Regions from separate parts of the Sus scrofa genome. Here all the other regions are linked to region 1. Evidence: chromatin contacts called from public Hi-C and targeted proximity ligation data. All regions are on one chromosome and are shown on one strand. The core of a region is the stretch at or near the end of the contact, and the rest is flanking DNA. Distances in the headings are between cores, read along the strand shown. Region 1 overlaps ACSS3 (acyl-CoA synthetase short-chain family member 3, mitochondrial). Region 2 holds the start of ACSS3 (acyl-CoA synthetase short-chain family member 3, mitochondrial). Region 3 has its middle 25 kb from the start of LIN7A.

Region 1 (4,066 bases), core at 994-3,493:
ATTTGCCAGGCCTGTTTCCCTAAAGTTTATATGCTCACTTCTGGTGACACAGTTACGTCTTATGTGTATCACTTTTTGGGGTGCTTGAATGGCAGTTAGCCACAGATGCTTCATGGATGGCATATGGAGGGGACATACGAATGTGGCTTTTGATTTTTTTTCCCCCTCGTAGGACATTCACTTGGCTTCTGCCCCTCTTACGTTGCCAAGACATATTTTGATGCTTTCCTTTCGACGATTCCGTTGTTGAAATCATTACTTGGCATGCAAATATTGGTTGTGGAGCCAACATGGAAAACTGCCTCCCTTCCTTTATGGCATCTTTTTAACACTGATAGATTAATATGATGTTTTATCCATTATAATAATGAACCTAATTTACAGATGGCACATTCTGAAAACTGATGTGTCTCAAAGTTTTTTAAGAATTTATTTTCACTTGGCAAAAAATGGGAAACTTTGATATTTTTTTTTTTTGTCTTTTCTAGCTGCACCTGTAGCACATGGAGGTTCCCAGGCTAGGGATCAAATTGGAGCTGCAGCCCCTGCCTACACCAGAGCCACAGCAACACGGGATCTGAGCCGCATCTGTGACCTACACCACAGCTCACGGCAACGCCGGATCCTTAACCCACTGAGCAAGGCCAGGGATCGAACCCGCAACCTCATGGTTCCTAGTTGGATTCGTTAACCGCTGTGCCACGATGGGAACTCCTGAAACTTTGACATCATAAGGAATTGTGTTGTGTATTTTACTTGTGATTTAAAATCCTCTCTGCCCTTAGGGAAAACCAGCCAGCATTTTCCCACCAAATTCTAAAAACACTAAGGCTCAGGATGCAAACATGGTGAAATTGAAATAGCAAGGTGAAAGAATGGCACACCAGAAGTTCTGATGTTCAGTTTCGTTAGTTAAAATTATGGTCACACTGGATAGGTCACACAATATTCTGATATGTAAATATTGAACGCCTACCTTGGCAGTTTAAAAATTGAGGTATAGCGGCTCACAGCACGAGTGAACAACGCTTTAGTGAGTGGGCTTTGACCGTTAATCCTCTGGTTAGCTGTGTACACGTGCTTTTTACCCTACTCTAAGGGGAGACTGAGTTGGGATTAAAAGATTGGACTGACCGAGACGTGCTTTTTACCCTACTCTAAGGGGACTGAGTTGGGATTAAAAGATTGGACTGACCGAGACGTGCTTTTTACCCTACTCTAAGGGGAGACTGAGTTGGGATTAAAAGATTGGACTGACCGAGTCTGGGACCTCCCTGCCGCAGACCAGGTTCTCTGCCGTGGGCTCGTGATGGACAGACAGCCCTCCCTGCCAGAAGCCCAGCTCTGGCAAGAAAGTGTGTCTCCATCCTGCACACATGGGCTGAGACGTAAACAAGACCTTAAAAAGGGGAGAGCTGTGGACGCCGTTCCGAGAGCTGACCCGAAGCAGGGAGAGAAGGTGGTGGTTTATGGTCTGCGTAGGATGCGTTTCGTAGGTTTTGAGTCAGGCCCAATTTCAGCGAAGAGGGCCTGGACACCTCTCCTCGGCAATGAAGCCGGTGGCACATACAGGACCAGAGTATCCATTTATTGGCCATGCACTATCCCTAGCACGGTAGGAGCCAAAAGCTGCACGGAGGGCAGCTCTGAATGATTGCTTTGCGGCTGATGCTGACTAGAGGATTAGGGGCGATGCTGAGTTAGGGGCATTGGGGGGTAGGACACTGGGTTTGACCCCAATGTCTGGCAGGTCACTGAGTCTTCTAGGAGGTCAGAGAAAAGAAAGCTCATTTTCAGCTTGGCTTCATCTAAAAAAAAATAATAATAAGTTTTTCATCTGGGATGGAAAGTTTGGGCTTTTTGATAGCAGGTCCCTGATTGTGTTGGTTTTTCTCCTCCCTCTCTGAGGACTGTGCCTTTTCAGTTGAGTCTGTTAGCGTTTCTTTTCTTATATCGTCATTGCATGTGGTCGTCTTTGACTTTGATCTTTTCTTTTCACAACTTTCTCCTCAGACAATTTCATCCGTGCTATAGGTCCATTACTCTCCTCATTAATGGCATTCCGATCTCCAGATTAAGGCTCTTCTCACATCCAGTTGCCTCGACCTGGATGTCTGAGAGAGACGTCCCTGGAGTATCTCCAACTCAATACAGGCTCGTTTCTCGCAAGCCTCGCCCTCACTCTCGGTCTCTGGCTTAGAAAATGATACCACCATCCAACCAGCTGCTCAAGCCAAAAACCACAGAGTCACATGTAACCCCTCTGACTTCTTGCTTCATATCCAGCTTAACCAGTTTTCCTCAGTGTGTCTCTAAAGAAACACTGTGATCTTTTTATACCCGCGACCGTAACCTCAGTGCCCTGTGGGCAGCCTCGGCAGCGGTTTCCCTGCAAAAACCGTGACACTCACCCTCGCTGACCCTCTGTTTATTCTTCACCGTGAAACCGAAGTCCGTCTGTGTGTTTCGCGTCCATTCTGAAGTGAGAGAGGCCATCTGTGACGACCACAGACTGTGTGACTCCAGCTAGAGTAACAGCAGAGGACTTTGGAGATAGTAGAAAAACTCAGTGGTTGCCAGAAGTTCCCAGGAGGTCAGGGGTGAATAGGCAGAGCACAGGGGATTTTTAGGGCAGGGCAACTATTCTGTGAAATTCTGTCTTCATGGACACGTGGCATGAGACCCAGAGAGAATGCAACACCGAGAGGGACGTCTCATGTCACCTATGGATGATGGGTGATAATGATGTGTCCCAGTGGCCATCGTTGTCATGACTGTACCTCTAAGGCGAGGGTTCTCGTTGGGGGAGGCTGTGGGTAAGTGGGGGAGAGAGATACATGGGAACCCCTTCCTTGCTGCTCAGTTTTTCTGTGACTCTAAAACGACTCTAAAAACATCCGTTCTAATCTCGCATCCCCTCCTTTCCTCTCGAAAGGGCTTTATGAGCTCCCCAGTGCCACCTTGGCATAGTCCTTCTCCACCTCTGCCGCTTCATTTCCTCTTGCCCCCTTGGCTCTCTGGCTCTCTGCTGCTCTCATTTAAATGTGAACACTACAGGCCCGGTCTTGCCAAGGGGCCTGCGCCCTCCTCCGTGCCTCACCCCTGTCTCCAGACCCTTTAGACCCGAGCGCGTTGTCAGTTCGTCCGGGAAGGCTGCCCTGAGAATCACGTTCTTCTGCCAAGTTGATGGCTTTTGCTCTCGTGTTAAAAACCCAAGTTATTTCCCCAGAGCCTCTACCACTGTTATATTGAGATATTTAGAATAATTATTCATGGTTATTTATTAATACCCCCCTCCCCTCCCCGGCTGTAAGCACCACAAGACAGGACTCAGCCTGTCTTTGCTCACCACGCAGCCTAGCATTAACTCTGGAGGTTGGAAAATCAGAGATATTTAGGAAACGTTTGCTGGATTAGTGAATGGGAGGAGAAAGAAGGATTGGCAGACGAGCTGATTGTGACATGCGTTCACTCTCTTCTCCAGCCACCAAAATATACATTAATCTCTCAGAAAAGGACTTTGACCTTTTTTTGGGGGGGCTGGGGAGAGGCTGCACCTGTGGCATGTGGAAGTTCCCAGGCTAGGAGTCAAATCAGAACTACAGCTGCTGGTCTACACCACAGCCACAGCCACAGCCACAGCCACGCCAGATCCGAGCTGCATCTTTGACGTGAGCTGCAGCTTGCGGCAACACTGGATGCTTACCCACTGAGACCACTGAGAGAGGCTGGGGATTGAACCCACATCATCATGGAAACTAGTCAGGTTCTTAGCCAGCTAAGCCACAGCAGGAACTCCCTCACCATTTTTAAAAGTCCCATCACAGGACAAAAAAAAAAAAAAAAAAAAAATTAACCCTAAGCTTCCGTATTTCATGTGGTCACTCCATTCTGTGGGTTCTTGTGATTCTATATCTGTTTCTCCTTTGAGGCATTTAGAGCTTAGAGTGAACAGTATGAAAATAGTTTCTCAACAGTGGTGATTGTCTGATGTCAGGTCTTCACTCTACGTCTAGCTGCTTCTCCAGTTTGGAAAATCGTCTGTGATGGGTGGTCACTCAAAAAA
Region 2 (3,849 bases), core at 964-3,463, 140 kb before region 1:
CTTCATCTTCATCCTGAACCTTCAGCACAACACGGGGCCTTCAAATCCTTCAGCTTCCCCAAGACGAAATCCATTCCTCCTGCAACAGTAGTTACATTCAGCTTCCCCCTCTACCCCTTAAGTCATATACCACGAATTCATCTTCTTTGCATTCCCTCACTTGGTTTCTTGTCGTCTCCTATTGTCTTTGTTTCCTAGGGTTTTACCGGCACCACCAGCACCACTGAACTTTTTCACTGAGGTTTATAGAAGAAGAGGAGTGGGTGTGGGTACTTCGCTTTGTCATATTTTATCTGAAGTCTAAAATCTTTCTTCTTTTAAATAGGGAGATGATCAGCCTAGTCTGAAAACCATGGACTTAGATTCCCCACCTTACTTACTGTGGGACACAGAGATAAAAGGATCATACTTCAACAGTCTGCTCTGGCGAAGTGGCAGAACTTTCCAGGGGGAGAAGCCTGTGCCCGGTGGCTTACAGGTGTGCCAGGAACACCATCCCACTGCCTCAACGTGGAGAACAGGGGATCGCAGCTCCTTCTTAGTACTCCTCTGGCGAAACACCGGACCTAACGTATTTCAAAGTGCCAGCACCGTGTAGAGAGACCCAGTAGGAGCCCGTAGGGATCTGCCAGCTTCTTTCGCGTTCCCCCAGCCACTGCCCCCACCACAAATCACCCTTTACACAACGCAGGGGCTCACCTATTTGCTAAGCGGATGACTCCAATGGACTTCACTGTAACACAGTAGCGGATGGTTTGGGCGGTCAGAAGATCTAGGCCTCCTGGCAGTAGCAGTACACACCTGGGCAGAGGAAAGGAGCGGGCTACGCCATTACAGCCCTTGGTAATTTTCTCTGCATTTAAATAGGGACAAGGGCCTTTTGCTAATGAAAATCACTTGCCAGGAGGCCTTTGGAAGAGAGTAGGCTGCAGGTGTTACGGAAGCCTCTAGGGCCTTGTTTCTTAGTTGGAGTGATTATTTGAAGAAATAGTCTCTGTTTTGCAATAGAGTTATCTCTGTTCTGTTTAACCTTTATCTCCACATTATTCTTTCCTGCAGAAAACAATCTGTTTACAGCTTCTCAGGTTTACACTCTTCCTAGGATCTGCTCGTTCATTATTTCTCACTTCGGAGTTCGGAACGCACATATTTATTTACAGGTGCAAATACTATCACACAAAAAAAGAGTGTGTTTGGTGTAACAGAAAGCAAACGAGATCCTATCGGAACCTCACGGGGGTAAAAAAAACCAGTGAAGGAGTTTGAAGAAGATTAAACCGCGACAGTAATTAAACCGAGTATCTCTTTTAATTTTCCTCAGGTTCCTCTTTTTCTCTCGGGATTCATTTCATCTTGACTTTGCTCTTGCTTTTGGCTTCATTCCCCCCCCCCAATCAAAAAACAGCCAAAAAAACTCCAAAGAGGCAAATGGGAAGGGAGGGAAAAGCAACAAGTCTTCAGCTTTCTGCCTGGAGCCTGTGGGGGGTCTAGTCCGCAGGTGCATTCGCATCCCCACTGGGTTCCCTCTCCCCTACGGCTTCTCAATCACTCCCATCCGGCTCTTCACTATAAGTTGGGCAACCTCCCTTCACTCCTCCTCTCTCAGCTATCAGGAAATCCTGGAGCAGTCCCTGCCCTGGAACCACTCGTTTTTTTAAATGGAGCATTGTGTAAAAAATAATAAATAAAAGGTGACACTGCAGGGGCCCGGGCCGCGGCGCCCAGCTCGGTGGTTCCCGGCGGCAGGCCAGAGGCCGGGCCGCGGGCACCCGCTCGCGCTCCAAAGATCCCGCCGGAGGCGCTGCGCGAAACTGGTTTGTTGTAAACCTGAGAGTGAGGTGGGTCCGCCGGCCTCACCTTTAGGGGTACCCGGGAGACGGTCTTTCGATTGGAAGGCGTTTGTTCCCGGCGGAGGGGCGGCGTGGGCGCCGCCGGAGGCTGGGTTTCCCGCGGCGCCGTGCTCGGCGCCCCGCCCCCGGCCCGCCCCCGGGGCGCCGGGACCCCCGCCCGCCCCGGCCCGGCCCCGCCCCCGGGGCGTCGGGACCCTCGCCCGCCCCGCCCCCGGCCCCGCCCCCGGGGCGCCGGGACCCCCGCCCGCCCCGCCCCGGCCCCGCCCCCGGGGCGTCGGGACCCCGCCCGCCCCGCCCCGGCCCCGCCCCGGGGCGTCGGGACCCCGCCCGCCCCGCCCCCGGCCCCGCCCCCGGGACGTCGGGACCCCCGCCCGCCCCGCCCCGCCCGCGGCAGCCTGTGGCTTCTTCCCCCGTCGCTCCAGGTCGGTTTTTCCCGGCGACTCTAGGGGGACTTTCAAACTCCCGGGCTCCGGGACACCTCGGAATTTGCCCCCGCTTCCCGCTCGCTCCCCTCGGGCCCCGGAGCGTCGCGAGCGCCCCAGGGGTCGCCCCAGGAGGGCGCTCGGGACCGCGGGCAGCGCAGCCTGCAAGCAGGGGGACGCCGGCGGCAGCGACGATGAAGCCGTCGTGGTTGCAGTGTCGCAAAGTCACCGGCGCCGGGGGACTCGGGGGGGCCCTGCCCGCGTCCTCTCCCGCTCGGGGAGCCGGCCTGGCCCGCAGAGCGTTCGTGGCCCCCGGCCCGCGGGGAGCTCTCGCGGGCCGGGGCTGCCGGGTGCTGTCCTCGAGCTGCGGCGAGTACAAGCGCCACTTCGCGGCCTCGGTGGCCGACCCCGAGAGGTTCTGGGGCAAAGCCGCGGAGCAGATTAGCTGGTACAAGCCGTGGACCAAAACGCTGGAGAACAGACATTCGTCTTCCACCAGTTGGTGAGTGGCTCCTCCGCCTCCGCCGCCGTTTCTCTTGGGCGCCCAGGCTCGGCGTCCCCTGCGCGTGAACCTGGAGTTCTTTGGGGAACGAGAGTAAGGCCGGAGATGTGTTGAGAACTTTTAATTTGGGTTTCATTTCAATTCCATAGTCAGCTTTCTTGCCTTGTCTTGAGAGACGCGGTTACGTGTTGGGAGCCCAGCTTCCTGTAGACCCGCGATCTACCTGCCCGGCTGGGCTCTGCGCCGTGAAGTGGCCTAAAGCCGGAGCCCGTTACCGGGACAGCACAGTCTCGCGGGGGGGGAGGGGGCGGCCACGTAAACAACCGAAAGCAGACTGATACTTTAGGGGCATGTTAGGAAGTCCCTGCACACTGCGGGAAGGAAGAGAGTTGAGCAGAGACTTCACTAAGCTCGCCCCTAAGTTGGGTTTGGAAGGATGCATATGTTTTCTCAAAGTCCACAAGGTCCGAATTATTGAAGTCCAGGAGGTGGAACTCAGGTTGAAATTTGACTGTCGATGTGGTTTGTGAATCACTGTGGGACAGGTTAGATCCATAGCCCTGTCCCATATATGAAGCTGCAGTGTGGGGCACCCAGAAGGAATGCACCTGGAGGCAGGTGGTCAGAATAACTTTTTTTTTTTTAATTCTAGAATTGCAGTCATAAGTAGTTAAAAACATTCTTTCTGTATTAGCGCAAACGGAGATACATTGTAGAATACATGCCATATTTGCCAGTATGTTAAGGTTGGGTCACTCAGGCTAGAACTCAGGAGTTGTGGCTGCCCTTTGGGCGGCGTGCCTAGCCCCTAAGAGTGTGGTAACTCTCAAATGCCAGCCATTAGGGAACAGTGTTTCCTGTACAAGTTTTCAGAAGAGCACATGGGCTTTCCCAGAACCCTTTCCAAGTTCCCAGCTGGGGGAATGACAGGGTCAGGCTTGCATTCAACAAGTGTCTCCTTGTTGGGAACAGGGAACTTGGAGAAGAGCGTCACCACCAGAGCCTGTCCTGTGTCACCACCGTGTCTTATCTTCTCCTGAGTGGTTGGAGCTGTTTACATGGTTTTACCTTCAGA
Region 3 (4,154 bases), core at 793-3,292, 220 kb before region 1:
TTTCTATATAATAGCAGTACAAAAAAAAATAGAGGACACAGTTAAAGGTAAAATCTACTGGGGACATATTTCACTCAAGTATTGTATTTTGGAAACTACCCCAAAGCAGTAAAGAGTTGGTACAATGTTTGAGGAATCAGAGTGAGCAATACAATAGATTGGCAGTTCATTTGTACATTTGGAGGAAAGGAATCAGCAAAATAAGAAAGAAAACAAGTTTTTCCTACATTTAAAGGAAAAAAAAATAGTCTACACTGTAAACATGTTTACCAAATAAATACCTATTTCCCAGGTTGAAAACCTGCAGCTTATAATGTGAAGCCTGAAATGCAAGGACAAGTTTATGTCAAGAATACATCTAAAATTGACACAGTTCATTGCAGAGACTGCTAAACTTTGAATGCTTTAAAAATTTAAGCCAAGAAATCCAAAGTCGTCATCTGAAGCATTTTAAATCTGTGACAACATGCTTACTTATAAAATGATGGTTAAGCCAAATTAAGCCATACTGGAAATCTTACTGAAAGAGAAACTGATATTTCACAAGGGCTATGTCAAGTCATGTTGGAATAAAGTACCACTGATACCTTGGGCCTCTGATGCTACAAGCAAAATGACAGATCCTGATTTAATCCTTGGGAAATATCTTTTTCAATCTGTTTGAAGATAAGGAAGCTATGCAATCATTAGAAGACCTATGATAGTCCCTTCACAAGACATATTATTATTATTATTGTTAGGGATATAGTTAACCACAAATCAGTGACTTTGATTGTTTCCTCTGATATAATAGAAAAGAACATTTAGAATCACTCTGGCTTTGCCTAGAAAATATTTTGGATTTGGTTTGCTAGTATTTTGTTGAGAATTTTTGTGTCTCTGTTCATCAGTGATACTGGCCTGTAATTCTCTTTTACAAGGTACCTTTGGTTTTAGTATGGATTCATGGAGATTTATTCTAGATTTTGAGCTATAATCCAATAGAATATATAGGTATGCAAGTATGCATGTATTTACTCAGAATTTCCACCTTTGGGCATTGAGAGCACTTCATTTGTCTCCTGTGTCCTGTCGATATCCTCCTATTTTTGTTTAGTTTTTTTATTTTTTGCATTTCTTTACTTTGTGGCTACATAAGATGTTCCAGGCTCATCCTGTATATTTCTTGCCTCAGCCCTAGTATCAGACATTTCTCCAAGGAGCCCTGGTTCCTTTTATTAGAAACCAAGATCTAGGCACTAGATGTTCTGTCATATTTTTTCTAGCTAAACAAATGGGACTAAAATTCTTGAGCTTCTACTATTATCTAAGGCCAGAAATTAGCACACATTTTGTGCTGTGGGCCAAAAAGTATGTATTTTAGGATTTGCAGCCATATCACCTCTCACAACTACTAAACTGCCTTTCACATGAAAAAGCAGCCATAGAAAATACGTAAACAAATGGATGTGCCTGCTTTCCAATAAAACTTTATCTGACAGCTGAATTTGGCCTGCAGGTCATCATGGGCTGACTTCCAATATAAACTGTAGGTGTGGCTTGTGTGCTGTCTGTTTATGACAAGCAGAGGGAGCGGGAAAAGGAGAGGCTGATAAATAGGATATGAATTCATCCCTAGAGTGAAGAGTCTGGGACTGAGCTCAAGTGGTCTGGTTACAAAGACAATGTTATTTTCCTTTTGCCCTGCTGGCTCTGGTCAATACTTTTTCAAATTCTACTCCAGCTGTTCTCTGATTTTTGTTTTTGTTTTTTTCAGCTTCCAGAAAGTCTCACGTCTAGACTAATCCTACGTCTCAAGTGGTGTCACTGTAACAATGTTGCTGGTTTATATCCTGTCCTGGATATCAATCTTACTTACTTTTAGTCACTTGTTATATAGTATAAATTAGGTTATTAATAAAGAATCAACCTAGCCAAGGTTGAAATATGCTGTTGGAAAGAGTCATTCAAAGTAAAGACATTTTCCCAGCTAACAGGGTTCATGGCCAGCTATGTTGCGCAACTGTGTAATGAGTCTCTTGTTTGCCAGCAAACACCAGAGTACAGAGATGACAAATTCAGCAACGGTCTTCCCCAGAGACTAACAGAGGAATATAATGAGGAAAGCGCAGTATGACAATTTCAAGACAGAATTAAACCCTTAAAGTAAGGGAAGCAGTAGAACCAAGGAAAAGGGTGAGCCAGGCTGGTTTCTTAGAATATTTTAAGTCCATTTCCCTCTATACCAATTTTGTTTTCTGGACTACTTTTTTCCAGTTATTTCCCAGTTTTAAGCCCTCATATTCACAATTCCTTCTATGATTCTATAATCCATTGATCAAAGTTTCCCTTACCAAGGCAGTTCAGCTATTGGAAATAAACTTCATTTTCTTCAGCTATGAAAGAAAGTTACCTGTGTGGTACATGTTCTCTCCTTCCAGCTGTATTAAAGGTTAATCACACAATATTTCTGGATATGTTTGATACCGGACATAAGAGCTCTATTATTGATTACAGATTTTTCTAATTATTCAAAATCTGTTTCTCCAAGGTAATATGATCTTTCTTAGACTGGTGCCAAAGGACATACATCTCTCCATCCACTAGGCTGTTGATCAGTGATAAGTATAAACCTACAGTGGTGTATTGAACGTATATACCAGTTCCTGTAACTATTGATTATTCATTACATCTGCTTCGGGGTCAAGAATGAAGTCTGTAGAAAAAGGGGCTACAGTAGTCGTTCGGAAAAGTTGGTTAAAAAGCTGTGCTGCCAGACTTTTGGTTTGTAGATAATGTTTCAAATGACTTAATAATAATGTTGATACTATATTGATATTAATAATGGAAATAATAAATAAAATATTAATAACTGTGCCCATCAGTCAGAAAAAAAAAACAGAGAAACCACTCTAGATATTTCAAGTGTAAAGAAATTTGATGCATGGAATTAGTTTAAAAATTATTAGAAAAGCTGGTGAACCCAAGGGTACAGTGCTTTGTCCTTTGATCCAAAGCCGGCACTATTCCTGGGCTGAAGCTTTGTCTGGCCACTACTCTGATGAAGGCTATGTCCCTGCTATTACTGCAGCTGAGTGGATACCCAGGAGCCACACTCCCACCGAAGGAGCCGCTACCGCTTCTACTGAAGGCATCTCCGTAGGAAGGAAAGATGGCGTCTCTCTTGTTCTTTATTTCCAAAATTCTGAACCCAACAAGAAAGGCAAATGTAGTTCACAGGCTACCACTTCTACAATTCAAAAGTGAATGAATGAAGGCAAGAACAAAGCTTATGACAAGAGAAAAATTTCTAAAAACATACAATATAATGGGCACCATTTTACCTGTTTTCAGATATATATATATATATATATATTTATTTAGTGTTCATAGCAAACCTGTGTAATTGGTATGCTTTATACCTACTTCACTGATAAGGAAACTGAGACAAAAAGAAGCTAGGTAATATCAAATTCATATAGCTATTAAAAGGTAGGATTAGGACTTGAACCCAGGCATTATAACTCTAGAGTTCATACCTGCAACTATTGTACTACAATTCAACAAGCACAGGTGATCTGGACTCTGCTTCATTTGTCGAAGGAAAAGGCTAGTCTTTTCCAGGATTCCTTTCCAAGTATTTCAGATACACACCTGCCCAGGTATTTCATATGATCCGATCTTTGCCTCCGGGTACTGACCACGTTTGATTGACATGCTTCCTCCTTGTTTTTTTTAATAACCAACCATTTCACTGATAGGTAATCTCTCTTTCTGGTTACCTTCCCTGGAGCCACTGATGCCGTCACTCTTCTGGCTTTAGATGAGGAAAAACGCTGCCCCTCCCCTCTTCTCCATGCCTAACGCGAATGACTCCCCCAAACAGAAAAGAGACCCCTCTTTAAGTTTCCACGACAAGGTTAAATATGAGGCTGCCACTTGGCTGGATGTTACTGAAGGCTGGAGATAAAGAAGGGATTGAACTCACAGAATCAATTATAATTACAACACAACAAGGTTGCTTTTGGAGTGTGTGGGTCCAGGCCCAACCCTGAAGCCTTCCAGTCACAGAGCGCCTCCTGGTCTGGTTTCAGACCTGTCTCACCTGGCCGAGGACAACTTCCCCTTACCACATGACATGTTTCTGAGTCTATCTCTATTCATCAGAGTCCTGG

Evidence for each region. Hi-C and Micro-C count contacts between places; a contact is called where the count stands out from the background.
Region 2: a targeted proximity ligation map of skeletal muscle shows a contact between it and region 1, with 4 times the contacts expected there. A contact is called at or near these places in 1 of 5 promoter capture datasets (liver), 14 of 47 Hi-C or Micro-C datasets (embryonic fibroblasts, epiblast stem cells, fetal heart ventricle and 7 more) and 1 of 2 datasets of targeted methods (skeletal muscle).
Region 3: a contact with region 1 is called in a Hi-C map of liver, with 6 times the contacts expected there. A contact is called at or near these places in 3 of 47 Hi-C or Micro-C datasets (heart right ventricle and liver) and 1 of 2 datasets of targeted methods (skeletal muscle).

Annotation. Positions count from the first base shown.
Region 1 is chr5:100,283,823-100,287,888 of Sscrofa11.1, reverse strand. All of the region lies in intron 13 of ACSS3 (acyl-CoA synthetase short-chain family member 3, mitochondrial), which reads left to right. Among named protein-coding and RNA genes, the nearest start is that of ACSS3, 140 kb to the left of the region's middle.
Region 2 is chr5:100,427,593-100,431,441 of Sscrofa11.1, reverse strand. ACSS3 (acyl-CoA synthetase short-chain family member 3, mitochondrial) reads left to right here and starts at 2,213. Exons shown (of 16, transcript XM_003481763.4): 1 at 2,213-2,774. The coding sequence starts at 2,467. It overlaps LOC102165555 (a long non-coding RNA gene), which reads right to left and starts at 1,990. Exons shown (of 8, transcript XR_001308922.2): 1 at 1,858-1,990.
Region 3 is chr5:100,506,804-100,510,957 of Sscrofa11.1, reverse strand. No RefSeq gene overlaps it. Among named protein-coding and RNA genes, the nearest start is that of LIN7A, 25 kb to the left of the region's middle.